5 separate regions of the Sus scrofa genome follow, and regions 1, 2, 4 and 5 are each linked to region 3. The links are chromatin contacts, called in public Hi-C and targeted proximity ligation maps. All regions are on one chromosome and are shown on one strand. The core of a region is the stretch at or near the end of the contact, and the rest is flanking DNA. Distances in the headings are between cores, read along the strand shown. Region 1 overlaps EML4 (echinoderm microtubule-associated protein-like 4). Region 2 overlaps EML4 (echinoderm microtubule-associated protein-like 4). Region 3 has its middle 49 kb from the start of PKDCC. Region 4 has its middle 150 kb from the start of EML4. Region 5 overlaps EML4 (echinoderm microtubule-associated protein-like 4).

Region 1 (2,700 bases), core at 123-2,622, 190 kb before region 3:
AGGAGATATTAGTTTTATTTAAAGATTTAGTGAAGTGTCAGTATTATCCTGATACCAAAACCAGACAGAGACAAAACAAGAAAACTACAGACCAACTTCCCTTATCAATATAGATGAAAAGAATCTTCAACAAAATCCTAACAAACTGAATCGAGTAACATATAAAATAGAGAACAAGATCAGGATGACCACTCTTGCCACATCTATTCAAAACTGTACAAGAGATTCTAGTCAAAACAATCAGTCAAGAAAATGAAAAACAATTCAGATTAGAAAGAAAGAAGAGTTTTACAGGGTGCATAGTCTTATATGTAGAAAATCCTGAGGAATCCATTAAAAACTATTAAAACTAAGAAATGAGTTCAGAGGTGCAGGATCCAAGAGCAATGTATTTATATATACTAGCAATGAATATTCTGAAAATGAAATTGAGAAAACAATTTCATTTAAAATGGCATCAGAGATACTTAGGTACAAACTTAACAAGGCGCAAATTTGTACCCTAAAAACTAAAAAACATCTTTGAAAAAATTCTAGATTTAAATAAATAAAGAGCTGTTCATAAATTAGAAGACCATATTAAAATAGTGACGTTCCCCAAACTGATCCATAAAGGAAAAAACAAAACAAAACAAAACAATTCTTATCAAAATGCCAGCTGGCTTCTCTGCAGAAACTGACAAGCTGATCTTAAAACTCATGTGGAAAATCAATGGATCCTGAATAGCTAAACTACCTTGAAAAAGAAAAAAGTTGTAGGACTCATACTTCCCAATTTCAAAACTTACTGCAAAACTACAATAATGAAGATTGTGGTACTGGCACAGGATAGACATATACATCAATGGGCTATAACTGAGAGTCCAGATAGAAACCCATACGTTTATGGTCAACAGATTTTCAACAAGGGTGTCAATATCCTGCACTGGGGAATAACATTCTTTTCAATGACTGGATATTCACACCCAAGAGAATGAAGTTGGATATCTACCTCACATCATATACAAAGATTAATAATGCAAGATGAATCACAGACCTAAAGATAAGAGCTAAAACTATAAAATTCTTAGAAGAAAATACAGAGGTAAATCTTTATGACCAAGAGACAAGAGAAAGAATAGATAAATGGGACTATATAAAATTTTGAAGCTTTTGTGAAATAAATGTAAACATAAAGGGAAAAGACAACCATTGGAATGAGAGAACATACTTGCAACTCATATATCTGATAAGGTACTATATCCAGAATATATAAAGAACGCTTATAACTCAACAATAAAAACACAAATCAATTCAAAGACAGGCACAGGATATGAGTAGACACTTCTCTAAAGAGGTTACACAAGTGGTTGGTAAACACATGGAAAAGACATTCAACATCATTAGCCATCAAAGAAATACGTATCAAAACCACAAAGGAGTTCCTGCTGTAGTGCAATGGGTTAAGAATCCGACTGCAGTGGCTGGAGTTGCTGTGGGGGCGCAGGTTGAATCCATGGCCCGGCACAGTCACTTAAGGATTCAGTGTTGCCACAGCTGTGCCATAGGTTGTAGCTATAGATCCAATCCCTGGCCTGAAAACTTCCATATGCTGAGGGGGAAGCTGGAAAACACACACACACACACACACAATGAAAAAGCACTTCACTAGGTTGGCTAAAATGAAAACAAAGTCAATGACAAGTGTTGACAAGGATGTGGAGAAATTGGAACCTCCATACTTTACTAGTGGAATTGTAAAATGGTGTAGCTATTGTGGGAAACAACCTGGAAGCTCTTCAAAATGTTAAACACAGAGTTATCAGCAACTTTACTCCTTGGTATATACCTAAGAGAGTGGAAAACATATGTCTACACAAAAACGTATGTATGACTGCTCACAGCAGCATTACTCCCAGTGGTCAAAAAGTGGAAATAACTCAAATGGTCACCAAGTGATGAAGGAGGTATATTCATATAATGGAATATTTGCTGACAATAGGGATGAAATACTTATATATTCTGTACAACAGGGATGAACCTTTGAAAGATTAAGTGAAAGAAATTAGAAACAAATGACAATGTATAATATGACTCTATATGAAATGTCTGGAATTGGCAAACCCATAGAAACAGAAAAGTAGATCTGGAAGTAGGTGGGGGTGAGGAGGAGTGAAGGCTAATGGGTATAGGATTTCTTTTTTGGGTTAATGAAAATGTTCTGAAATTAGCTTGTGATGAAAGTTGCACAATCCTGTGACCTTCCTAAAACCTAATGAAGAGTGTGTGTGTGTGTGTGTGTGTGTGTGTGTGTGTGTGTATTTTGGCTGCGCCTGCCTGCGGCACACAGAAATTCCAGAGCCAGGGATTGAACTGGTGCCACAGAGGCGAACTGAGCCACAGCAGTGACAACACTGGATTCCATAATGTGCTGAGTCACTAAGGAGCTCCTGAATAATATACATTAAATGGGTGAATTTTATGGTTATATGAATGATATCTCAATAATGCTGCTAAAAAGAATCCTTACTATGAGGATTAGCAATGTCAAGGAAGTACCATGTCCTCTTAGGTCCATGCATTTAATTTTTTCCCTCAGAAGTTACAGTAGTAATATATTCTTTTTTTGTGTGTGTGTTTTTGTCTTTTTTTTTAGGGCCACACCTGAGGCATATGGAGGTTCCCAGGCTAGGGGTCCAGTCAGAGCTGTAGCCATCACCC
Region 2 (2,700 bases), core at 108-2,607, 160 kb before region 3:
ACACCCTATGGGATACTTTGATCCTATTCAGCCATGATTTCTTCCTCCACTGCCCAAAATCCTCACTTCCAAAATTTATCTAATAAAGTAAACCCTCATTAAATATTTAGAAACCAATAATCACTGACTAGTCTGGCCCACATGTATTTGGTGTTATAGGCCAGAGGAAAAGACTATAAAAGATCACAGAAAACAGAAGAAGTCCCAACTGAGATTTATAGGTGCTATGTTTTACTGCTGCAAATACCACATCAACCATTTTGGAGACCTTTAAGTCTTTTCTTTCTTTTAAAACATATTCTTAACAATGCCCATAATATCCTTATGTTCTGAGTTTTCCTTAAGAAACCATTTTTAATAAAAACCCATATTTAAAAAAATACACAAGTAAGAACATGAAATTAAAAAATGAACAAATGTTAAGAGGATACCAACCATTTCACACAGTCTGTATGACCCAGGTAGTGTCGTTGAGTTCTCTCCTCATAATTAAATAGTACTACTACTGATGCTATGAAATAAACAATTTCCCCAGTAGGAAGAAGGTAAACATTAGCCCGACAGTCCTTTCCACGATAACCATATCTTAAAAGAAAGAGTCAAGGTTTTTAATCAACATACTTTTCAAAGTGATAAATGAACAAATTTTTCATGGATACTGAGGGAAAATAGGAAGGTATAAGGAAAAGGACCAGACTGGAACTAGAAAACTCATGTCCTGCCACTAGCCCTTGTGTAAACTTGAGACTTTTAATATGCTTCAATCTTAGTTTCTGCATTCAACAAATAAACATATCTTGAGCTCCTAATGTGTGTCAGGCACAGAAATGAACACAGAGTTCTGAACAAAACAAATGTAGGGTCCATGTCCCTGGAGTTAAAGCTTTTGCAAAGGTGACAAAAATTAACCCAAATATATCATTAGAAATTATTGGAAGAAAAACAACAGGATGCTAGGAGAAAGCATAAAAGGAGGATATAATTTAAATGGAGGGAGAAGGAGTTCCCTGATGGCCTAACAGGTTAAGGACCTGGCTTTGTCACTGTTGTGGCACAGGTTCGATATCTGGCCCAGGAACTTCTGCATGCCTCAGGCACGGCCCAAAACCACCCCCCCAAAACAAACAACAAAACAAAAACAAAAACACCCCCAAAACTAATTTTTAAAACAAAAAAATGGAAACAAAGATATCAAAAGAGCTATCTGAGGAAAGAAAAATGAAGAGATAGAGATCAAAAGAGCAATCTGAAAAAGTGACATTTATTCTTGCCCTAAATGATGAATAAGAGACAGCCAGGCATTGTCTCATCCTGGCAGTGTCCGCTAAAAAGTTGTGCAAAAAGAATCACAGGATTGGTGAGTTTTCTTAAGCTAATTTCTGTCAAAAGGAGGGAATGATTCAAAGGGTAGGGGAAGTAGATTTAAGAGATTGGAGGCAAAGAGCAGAGTTCAAACTATTAGCTTCCTTCTACTTAACTGAGTTTCTCAGAGGTTCTAAGAAAAGTAAGACTTTCTAAGTGAAATTAAGAGAGCTCTGTTTTATATACTGTTTTATATACTCATTTTTTTTTTTTAAAGTTTGGTGGTAAGGAAGTTAATTCTGGAATTAGAATCCACTTGCTAATCTGAACTCTTAATAAAACAATTCACATTACTTTCTAGGTTACAAGATGCTTAACTGACGTTTTCTTACTCAATTCTTATAATGGACTTGTGAGGTAGGGTTATTAACCTCTTTTTTAAGTGAAGGAAGCAGGGCTAAGTGGGAGAGCCAAGACTCGAACACCAGTCTTTCTAGTCTGATGCCTTTTCTACCACACTGAAAGTACCTGCCTCCATGTTCACAGAACAGTGTTTACCCTATCTGATATTAATTTTGGTAGTTCTGAATTGCTAATAGCAAAATATATTTAATATATGAAAGAGTTACAGATGACATCTCTTTACTTTCTTAAGTATCTTGCTATGTTTATTACATTTACTTTTTTGGGTATAGAGACAATTTTGATAGAAGTTAGGTAAACAAATATTTCTTAAACTAAAGACGAAGCAAACAGATTTGCTGTCATGACAGGAAAGGATACACCCACTCCAGTTTGAGCTTCTCAGGAGGCAGTTCTGTTCTGATGTCGTCATAGTTGTCAACATCAGAAGGAATGAACATTGTGATTGGCCGACCTCGCATAAACATTTTAATATATTCTCCTTCTGTTGAAACACAAGGAAAAAAAATGATATGTATTTGCTGAACGTCATAGAAAAGTGGATTATTAAAGTGATACAATAAAACAAGATAAAAAATAGCTATAGTTCTATTCTCATTACATATACTTACTTTTGTCTAATGAACTAACCAAAATACTGGAGGAAAAACCATTGGTCACTTTCCTGAGAATAACTATTTTCATAATTAAAATATAAATTATCTCTAAGTTTCATAATTAAAATATAAATTATCTGTATTTCATAATTAAAATATCAATTATCTGTAAATATTTCAACAAGAAGGCCAGGAAAGCTGAGGTGGAAAAATGCAAATGAAAATCATTTTGTGATGGAACTTTCCATGACAGATGAAAAGAAGATTATCAGGATAGACAACAACCATGTCCACCAGGCTACCTGATCAACCTACTGACATTTAATGACACAAAACACATGGCCTCAGAATATACCACGAAGAGGGGTCAGACATCTTC
Region 3 (2,700 bases), core at 165-2,664:
TGGCAGCATCCATCATCCATCTTGAGAGAGTCAGACAAAAGCCACAACGTGGGGTCCCGGAAAAAGCCTTTTAAAAGTACCAGGGGAGGGAGGGCACAGCCTGGCCTGCGATTGGGAGCTAGGGAGGTTTATCTCTAGTAGAGAGAAAACCCTCAGCCTAGGCACTCAGGGGGTCTTGGGAGAGGAAAGAGAAGCCAGGCCTCTGATACAGAAGAAGCCTACCCCTCCCACTTCGGGGAGAGCAGCCCGCAGCGCAGCGGTGGCCGGAAGTGCTGGGCTCTGGGGAGGCTGAGTGGGGAGGGGCTGCCTGAGAGCGGGGTCTCCCTGCTGGCCTGGGATATTTATAGCACCTGTGTTTCTAGACCTGTCTCCACCTGGATTTGTACGGTCTGCGGCTGCAGCGTGTGTGGGGAACGAGGCGGGCACATTTTGCTGCAAGGGCCAATTCTCGGCCTTGGGACTCTCTAGCTGGAAGGGAAGTTACAAAATCAAAACAAGGGGCCATCTGGGGGAACACCAAGGCAGAGCGGCGCTGCTGTGCTGCGTCTGCAAAGCAGTCGGCGGTGAAACCCGGGGCTTTCCAGCCCCACCTAGTGTTGCATTTACCGCAGCCGTGGGCGTGGGTGAGGCAGGTGTGGGCGGCGGGGGAAGTGGATCCCACCCTGCCAGTCTCCAGGCGGCTCTGGCTTTCCCTTTCCCGCTGTTCCTCCAAAGAGTTAAAGGCTGGAAGAATGTTCGCTCTCCTTGGGGAATCTCACTTTGAAAGAGGAGCCCAGAGAGCACGTGGTGGCCCATCCTCTGTTCAGACCAGCACGGAGAGTCCAAGTCTGCGGCCCCACCATCTAGGTCCGCACCCTCAACTTCTCCTAATCACTACATGCCTGGTTGCTCTCAGACTGCGATGACATCATCTAAAAAAATGAAATAACTGTCCTTTGGGCTTTTCAAGGACCTAGAGGGCAAAGAGTCCCGAGGAAGAGTCCAACGCCGGTCCTTGAGGCAGCCATCCACTGTGCCTACCCCTAAAGCTGCCCTGACGACTCCACCGCCACTTATACTGGTGTAGAGGCCCTGGGCAGGCTGGGCCGAAGATCCAGGAAAGTTAACGATGGCAGCCGCAGATACCCAGAGAATCGAAAACATCATTGACATTACTCTTCTCTTTTAACCTCAGGGCGGCACAAATGAGGCGGCATTATTGTTAGGGTGACCATTTCACAGGTGGAGAAACTGAGGCTTAGAAAGGCTAAGGGATGTGCCCCAAGGTGACGTAGCAAGGGCCACCGTCAGTTTCAAACTCTGATTCTGGGGACCCGCAGGGGGTCGCGGCGGCTGGGACCACGGAGAAGAGAGGGCGGGCGCGGGGCCGGAGCAGTTCCGGCGGTGGCGGCAGCCGAGCGAGGAGGAGCTGGGGCCCAGGGACACCGCGCAAGCCCGGGGCCGCTGCAAGCCAACGGCTGGTTTGGTGGCCCGGGACGAGAGGTGGCCGGCCGGGGATCCGGAGCAGGACGGCGAGGCTGAGGCAGCTGCCAGACACGGCTGGTGACTGGCCCGCGCCGCCGGCCCCCACCTCCGGGCCGCGCTGCGGTCGGGCAGCGAGCAGGCCACATACCGCGCGGCGCAGAGGAAATGGCTGGAATTCCTCCCGCGGCGCCTCGCTCGGGCCTCGGGGCGGGCGGGGCGCTGGCCAGGGCTGCCCGGGCTCCCAGCCTCGGGCACGGAGAGGGAGTCCTCCCTTGGGAGCGCCGCCGCCACTCACTGCCAGCATCGGAGCTCCCAGGGCACGTGAAAGGGCGTAGGCTCGTCCCCGGCAGAGACTCCCGCGTCCTGCCCAAGTCTCCTGCCCCCTTAACCTGTCTGTGGCTCAGGTTATCTGGGCTGCCCATCTGGGGGAGAGGTCCTGCCCCCTCCCCGCTGATCTGGCATCAGGCCGCAGGCTCTGGGGCTGCACTACACGCGCAGCACGCAGCACGCGAGCGGCGCCGCAGAGCGGGAGCCTGCTGCTCCAGGCAGTGAGGCCTCTGCAAGGTCCAGCCTACGCTTTTTGGAAAGCCCTGGCCACGGATATCTCCAAATGTTCTAGGCTATTTAAATGTTTGTTAAGTGAATGAATGAGAATTGGGCAGCACAGTACAAACAGAAGCAGAGACCAAAGGAAAAGCAGAGCAAATGGAGATCCTGCTAGAAAGCCTTTGCTTCCGGCAGACGCAGAGAACGCACTTGTCTACGCCTGTCCGGCCTTTCTCGCCTCCCACCCCAAGGCAAGTCCAGGCCAGAGCGCCCTGTACTATTACTTCCCCGAGACCGCTTTGACCGTCACACCTTGATCCTAACCTTAATCCCAGGGCCCATTCTCACGCTCTTTCCCTGGTTTTAGGCTCTGAGTTTGCTTGAGTGATAAACGCCCTTTTCCCGCTCCTACCTTCCCCCACCTCCACATACTTCCCACCCTGGCCCACCTCCTTTCTCCACAGAGGGCTCAGGAGGGTCTGATTCCAGAAGTGCGGCTGTCCACCCATTCCGAATGGGACTGGGTCACAGAGGGTGGTGCCCTGGGACCAGGATGGCGCTGGCTATGTCTGCTCCCCACCCTGCCCTCCCTTCTGTTTCAGGTTGGAACAGGGCAGCGTCATGGTTTCTCAAACTGATCCACATCTCTGAGTCCCAAGTTATCAGCTTAAACTTCCACCCTCTCTAGGG
Region 4 (2,700 bases), core at 72-2,571, 220 kb before region 3:
TTTGAACCCTAACACATTCTTCCAAGACAGAAGGGGCTCTTGGCTCAGCTCAGAATGAATTCATCTTCTAAGTGGAGATGTCAAGGCCTGGCAAACACTCCTGCTAATGATTCGGTGCTGAGATATTCATGGGCAGCAAACAGTGAGCCCCATGGAAATGGGTCTGCCGGTGAAACCAGGGGGCCGTCACTCTCACAGGAGAAGGCCTGATACCTCCTCTCGTTCTGCAGCAGTTTCACCAGGGTCTGCTAAAGAGTGGAATGCTTTTTCTTGTCACTTTATTAATTCTGAGTAAGGGGAGGTGATGCAGCCCGAACACCTGAGGGAAGGCAGCCATGGCGCAGCTTCAGAGGACATTTCCAAAAAAGGGCGTGAGCACCAGTGACCCTCCAGTCAGCAGAAGGGAAGCCAGTGGGGACCCCGGAGGAGGGAGAGGGGGTGCAGAGCTCCCAGACCCAGTGAAGCGTAGGACCCCTCCCTGGGCAGAGCTAGGCATCGGCTGCCTCTCTGGGAAGCTTCTGTGCTCCCAGAGCCCAGCTTTACAGCCACACCTCTGACCAGCAGTGTCCCGGCCTCGCCTGGGGCTCCTCCAGGCCCACACTCTGCTAGGAATTCTCCTGCAGGCACTGTGGGGCCGGATGGCACCGTTTCACGTCAGCAGTGTTCTATTTGATCGTAGATGGAGGACCTCAAGTGCACAAGGACAGAACTTTTATTAAAAACTTTTGTTTATTCCCTTTAAAAGCATAAAGAGGGAGTTTCTACATCTTTTTTTTTTTTTTTTTTGCTGTTTTAGGGCCACACTCATGGCACATGAGGTTCCCAGACTAGGGGTCAAACCCGAGCTGCATCTGCGACCTACACCACAGCTCACAGCAACAGTGGATCCTTAAGCCACTCAGCGAGGCCAGGAATTGAACCTGTATCCTCATGGATACTAGTTGGGTTTGTTTCCACTGAGCCACAATGGAAACTCCTATTTTTTTGGTCATGCCCAAGGCATGTGGAAGTTCCCGGGCCAGGGACTAAGCCTGCGCAGTAGCAGTGATGGCGAGCCACTGCAGTGACAAGGGCGGGTCCTTAACTCCCTGTGCCACAAGGGAAACCTGAGGGCTTCACTTATTAAGAAGTTATTTTTCCTTGCTAGGGCCCTTTCTTCCAGCACTCACGTTGTTTCTCGCTCCTTTAGTGCGATCCTGCAAAAGTGAAGTTTGCCAGGAGTTGAAATCAGTGGGTGTAATCCCACTGATATGTGGAGTCCTCAGTGCCAGCAGTTATGCACATTCATCTCTGTTTCTGGGCGGCTCCCTAGGAAAATCTATTTTCAGGACTGATGTTTACATTGCTGAGGGAGAGGAGAGGCAAGATCAAAGCCCCGTGGCCGCACCAGGCCGGAGGACTAAGGGGGAAGCAGCACTTGACCAGCGCAGTGCAAAGTTGCTACACTGCTTTTTCAGTGAAATGGAAATTGCTCAAAGGTTGGAAAACAAGGGAGCAGTGTCTCCACACTCCATAGGTTTAAACTGAACATCAGGAACTGAGGGCATAGGAGCCAAGAAAGGCAGCAAGGGCAGAGGGCAGGTGTCCCAGCACAGCCTGGAAACTCTGCCCCGTGCTCCAGCTGTTGGGGGATGAGAAGAGTCCCTCAGAGCCCAGAGGCGCCTTTTGCAAAGCCTACGACTTTCTGTCGTTCTTCTATATACCAGTCTCAGATCCTTCCTACCACTTTAACCTGTTTCTTTCTTGTTAGTAATAATCACTCAATTATTGTTGTGCAGCAAGCACCTCCAGTAAAGCACAGGGCTGGCCCCAGGGCGGAAGGACTTGCTGCTTGGCTTCTCATCTGTAGGTTTCCTTATCTGTAAAATGGAGATAAATTTAGGACTGTTGAAAGAATTGAACGAGTTAGTACATGGAAAGCACTTCAGTGTTACATTAAGTGTTAGCTCTTGCCATTATATAGCATTTAATTCTATGGATGTGCCATATTTTATTTTTGGCCATGCCCACAGCATGTGGATGTTCCCGGGCCAGGGATCAAACTCATGCCTCAGCAACAATCTGAGCCACAGTAGTGACTCGGGATCCTTTTAACCTGCTGAGCCACACAGAAACTCCTGGATGTGTCGTATTTTAATCATTGAACCACTCGGGTTATTTGTCATCCATTTCTTGTTTTTGTCCTTTGAGATAGAGAAGTGGTCCTCTCAAGCTTGTCTGCCAGATCTCTGAATTGGTAACATTAAAACAAAACCCACAAATGTGTTCAGTTCAGCAAGCTATGGTCTCCTGAGGATGTCGCCCGTGGATACAGAAATGAAACACACTGACGTCTCTAGAGGAGACACTGAAACTTTCTTTTGGGATTATTTCTCTTTTAGTTCTTTCGCTGTCTTTTAGATCAGAGGTTATTTTTGTAGGGATCTACTAATGAGGGTGAAGTAGAAATGCAGGTTTCCTTTGGAGAAGGTGAACTGATTAGCACAAAAGGTGTAGCATTACCTGAGTCCCTGAGGAGAGCAGGAGCTGTCCCTTACAAAGGGTTGCACCCAGTTTTTGGGAAAAATGCCTGACTTCTTCTGTGGTCCTTGACACCAGTCCTTGGCATCCTAGGCATTGGTGTCATGTGTAGGGCCTGTTTCTGTGATGGTGACAGGAGGGCAGCGCAAGGACTGAGATGACGTAGGCCCTCTGCTGTGT
Region 5 (2,700 bases), core at 103-2,602, 130 kb before region 3:
AATCACCACCAAAACAGGTCACACAATAAAGTTATCACTAAGAACTGTTACATGCGTTGCAAATCTGAAATCCATCTTGCTACTCTTACCTGTAATATCTTCTTATTCTTGCATCTGTCCCAATCCCTCCATCCAAAGAGCAATTTAAAAAATAACTTTGTTTCTATAAGTTTCTTCTTTCCACATTTAATTTTAAATTTAATTTAAATTTACTGAGTCATCCCAAGGCTAGTTATGTTAGTAAGAAATTGTTTATAGATAGTTTATAATCCAGCAGAAGCAAAATTACATACACATACATACACCAAAAGAGACCCGTAATGAAATTTTAAAACAGCTTCAAGAAGAGACAAAACATAGATCAATTTCAGGAATTAATTTGAGACCTTAAAGGATGAAAAACTTTTGATCAGAAGGATAAAAACGATCCATGAAGGAAGAACTTTACTCAAAATCTTTTTCTTTATCTCAGATTCCCTATCATATGCCCCACAGCTCCAACTGTATATCTCTTCCACTCTCTCCGCATTTTCAAGCTCCCTGCTACCTTTTGCAATGTCAGTTACTTTGCTTCATTCTTTGAAAAAAAATGGAGCACTACATGTACTTCATCAAATTTTATCTTTTCCATTTGGAATTTCATCTGTACTTTTCTCCTTTCCTTTTGTCTCACAGGAATGTGTACTTTAGTTCCCTTAACCGCTCATTCTTTTAAAGTATCTTTTGAGCAGAAATGACCAAAGAGCATTTGACTCTCATAGAGGAATGGAGCTCTGTGCTGCCTGGTCTGAGGCAATGTCTGCCCAGTTATTTTCATATACAAAGAGCAGCTCAGAAGTCTTTGATATGCTGTCAAAATAATAAGACACTATCCTATCCCCTACCACAATTATGAATCATTTTAGCCCAAGGCCCCACCAAGGAAATTCACACCTTCTAACTGATTAATGTAATTTACTTATCAACAACGTTTACAGCAAACTCATGAGAATCCCTCTCTTGTCATAAATGTTATCTGGAGCAAGAGCCAAATGATGCAGATCTGTGCCTGCACACTATCCCAGAGTCTACATAATTAGCAATGTGTTTTTTGGGAGAAATGATATCCTTTAAATTTCAATTTTGCCTCTGGGTCCTCTCATTTCTCAAGTGGCAGTTACAATGCTTGATATTTCTGGTTTACCAGCAGTTTCCTGGTTTAAAAAAATGACTGTTTCCCACCTTCAGATAATTTGACTCCTGTGCTTTTATACCATTGTGTACTAACAGCTTGTCTTCACATATTGCCAGTAGGCTGTATTCTCAAATTACATTCATTTGGTCACCCCAAGAGGTCTTAATGGGTTTCCCAGGCACCAGCTGTGACATAATTTGTCTTCCTGGCAGTTAAAACTGCCAGAGTGTTCCCTGGACCTTCCCTTCTGCTCCAAAGTACAGGTAATTTTTTTTTTTCCTTTTGGCAGGGATTCAGCTGTAACTGGTGTATATATTATGAACATATGCCGTCAAAAGGAAAGAATTCTCCAACAGAAGAGAAGGTATATGAGAAATTTAAATGACTGGCCACCTCTAAAACTACTGGGAAAACTTTCTACCTTGTGTCTGATATAATATATTCAAGAAAAAAAATGGAGATTAGCTTTTAATACTGCTGGCACACTGGAAAGGATAAACTAAAAGAACAGAACTAAAAATACTGAAATGACTAGTTAGGTGTGTTTTTGATTTTGGCATTTACTGAATGGCAATACTACCATGAAATGACATAGACTGTCATTAAACCATTAGCAAACACATTTAGTTTTAGTGATACCTGAAGTCAAGTCATGTTTCCATATCACCACTATCTAGCACAACCATGTAATAGATGTCTTCATCAATGAGGAAGCTGACCTATACTTTTAACTACAGCTTTATAAAAGGGTTCCACCTACTTATCCATGGTTTATAGTCTTGCCTCTAAAGAAAAATCCTCTAAAAATGCTAAATATTTTATGAAGATGGTAGTGATTATTGTCCTGTCAGTAATTTATGCGAGACTGAATACTACAAATTCTAATTTCACAGGGGACTAAGAAATTCACATACAAAACTTTCTTATAGTATCAGAAATGACTTAATTCTTTTAACTGAGGTATAACTGACATAACGTTAATTTCAGATTCTTTACTTATTAAGTGAAAGAAAAATACAAAATCCCTACAAAATAATTTCTTTTTAAAAAAGTTTTCCTTGGTTAGAAAGTACTTTGCTTAAAATGTTTATTCCAAATATTTATATCATTAATATATTACTCCTATTTAATGTCAAAACTGATATTTGATCTTTTTTTAGGTTATATAAAAATGACAATAGTGAAGTTTCACTTATTTCTTTTCCAGTTACTTTCTGTAGTAAACCATATATAAACTTCAAGATAAAGCTGTTTAGAATTACCAATAATAAAATTAATGAAACTTTTAAAATGTACTTCTCAATGTTTTAATATCAAGAATAGAAAACAGGGAAATTTTTTCACTAATGATAGAGTAATTCTTAATGAGTTATGCTCATTTCTCAAATAATATTTCTCCGAAGTATTATATAATCAATCCTTCCATCATCGATCCATTTTATAGCCAGTAGTTCAAAGCTGGTGTCTACTGTAAAAGAGTAACTTAAAGAATAATCACTAGTAGAGTTCATTTCAAAATGTGAACC

Evidence for each region. Hi-C and Micro-C count contacts between places; a contact is called where the count stands out from the background.
Region 1: a contact with region 3 is called in a targeted proximity ligation map of alveolar macrophages. A contact is called at or near these places in 2 of 5 promoter capture datasets (fetal liver and liver), 25 of 47 Hi-C or Micro-C datasets (alveolar macrophages, blood, embryonic fibroblasts and 15 more) and 2 of 2 datasets of targeted methods (alveolar macrophages and skeletal muscle).
Region 2: a contact with region 3 is called in a targeted proximity ligation map of alveolar macrophages. A contact is called at or near these places in 2 of 47 Hi-C or Micro-C datasets (alveolar macrophages and embryonic fibroblasts) and 2 of 2 datasets of targeted methods (alveolar macrophages and skeletal muscle).
Region 4: a contact with region 3 is called in a Hi-C map of omental adipose tissue, with 2.3 times the contacts expected there. A contact is called at or near these places in 2 of 5 promoter capture datasets (fetal liver and liver), 26 of 47 Hi-C or Micro-C datasets (alveolar macrophages, blood, brain and 16 more) and 2 of 2 datasets of targeted methods (alveolar macrophages and skeletal muscle).
Region 5: a targeted proximity ligation map of skeletal muscle shows a contact between it and region 3. A contact is called at or near these places in 1 of 5 promoter capture datasets (liver), 5 of 47 Hi-C or Micro-C datasets (blood, embryonic fibroblasts, fetal skeletal muscle and 1 more) and 2 of 2 datasets of targeted methods (alveolar macrophages and skeletal muscle).

What each region holds. Positions count from the first base shown.
Region 1 is chr3:98,027,944-98,030,643 of Sscrofa11.1, forward strand. All of the region lies in intron 17 of EML4 (echinoderm microtubule-associated protein-like 4), which reads right to left. Among named protein-coding and RNA genes, the nearest start is that of EML4, 130 kb to the right of the region's middle.
Region 2 is chr3:98,062,119-98,064,818 of Sscrofa11.1, forward strand. It overlaps EML4 (echinoderm microtubule-associated protein-like 4), which reads right to left. Exons shown (of 23, transcript XM_021087581.1): 7 at 2,086-2,209; 8 at 436-585. Among named protein-coding and RNA genes, the nearest start is that of EML4, 92 kb to the right of the region's middle.
Region 3 is chr3:98,217,722-98,220,421 of Sscrofa11.1, forward strand. No RefSeq gene overlaps it. Among named protein-coding and RNA genes, the nearest start is that of PKDCC, 49 kb to the right of the region's middle.
Region 4 is chr3:98,002,025-98,004,724 of Sscrofa11.1, forward strand. No RefSeq gene overlaps it. Among named protein-coding and RNA genes, the nearest start is that of EML4, 150 kb to the right of the region's middle.
Region 5 is chr3:98,089,604-98,092,303 of Sscrofa11.1, forward strand. The region is part of intron 2 of EML4 (echinoderm microtubule-associated protein-like 4); the gene reads right to left. Among named protein-coding and RNA genes, the nearest start is that of EML4, 65 kb to the right of the region's middle.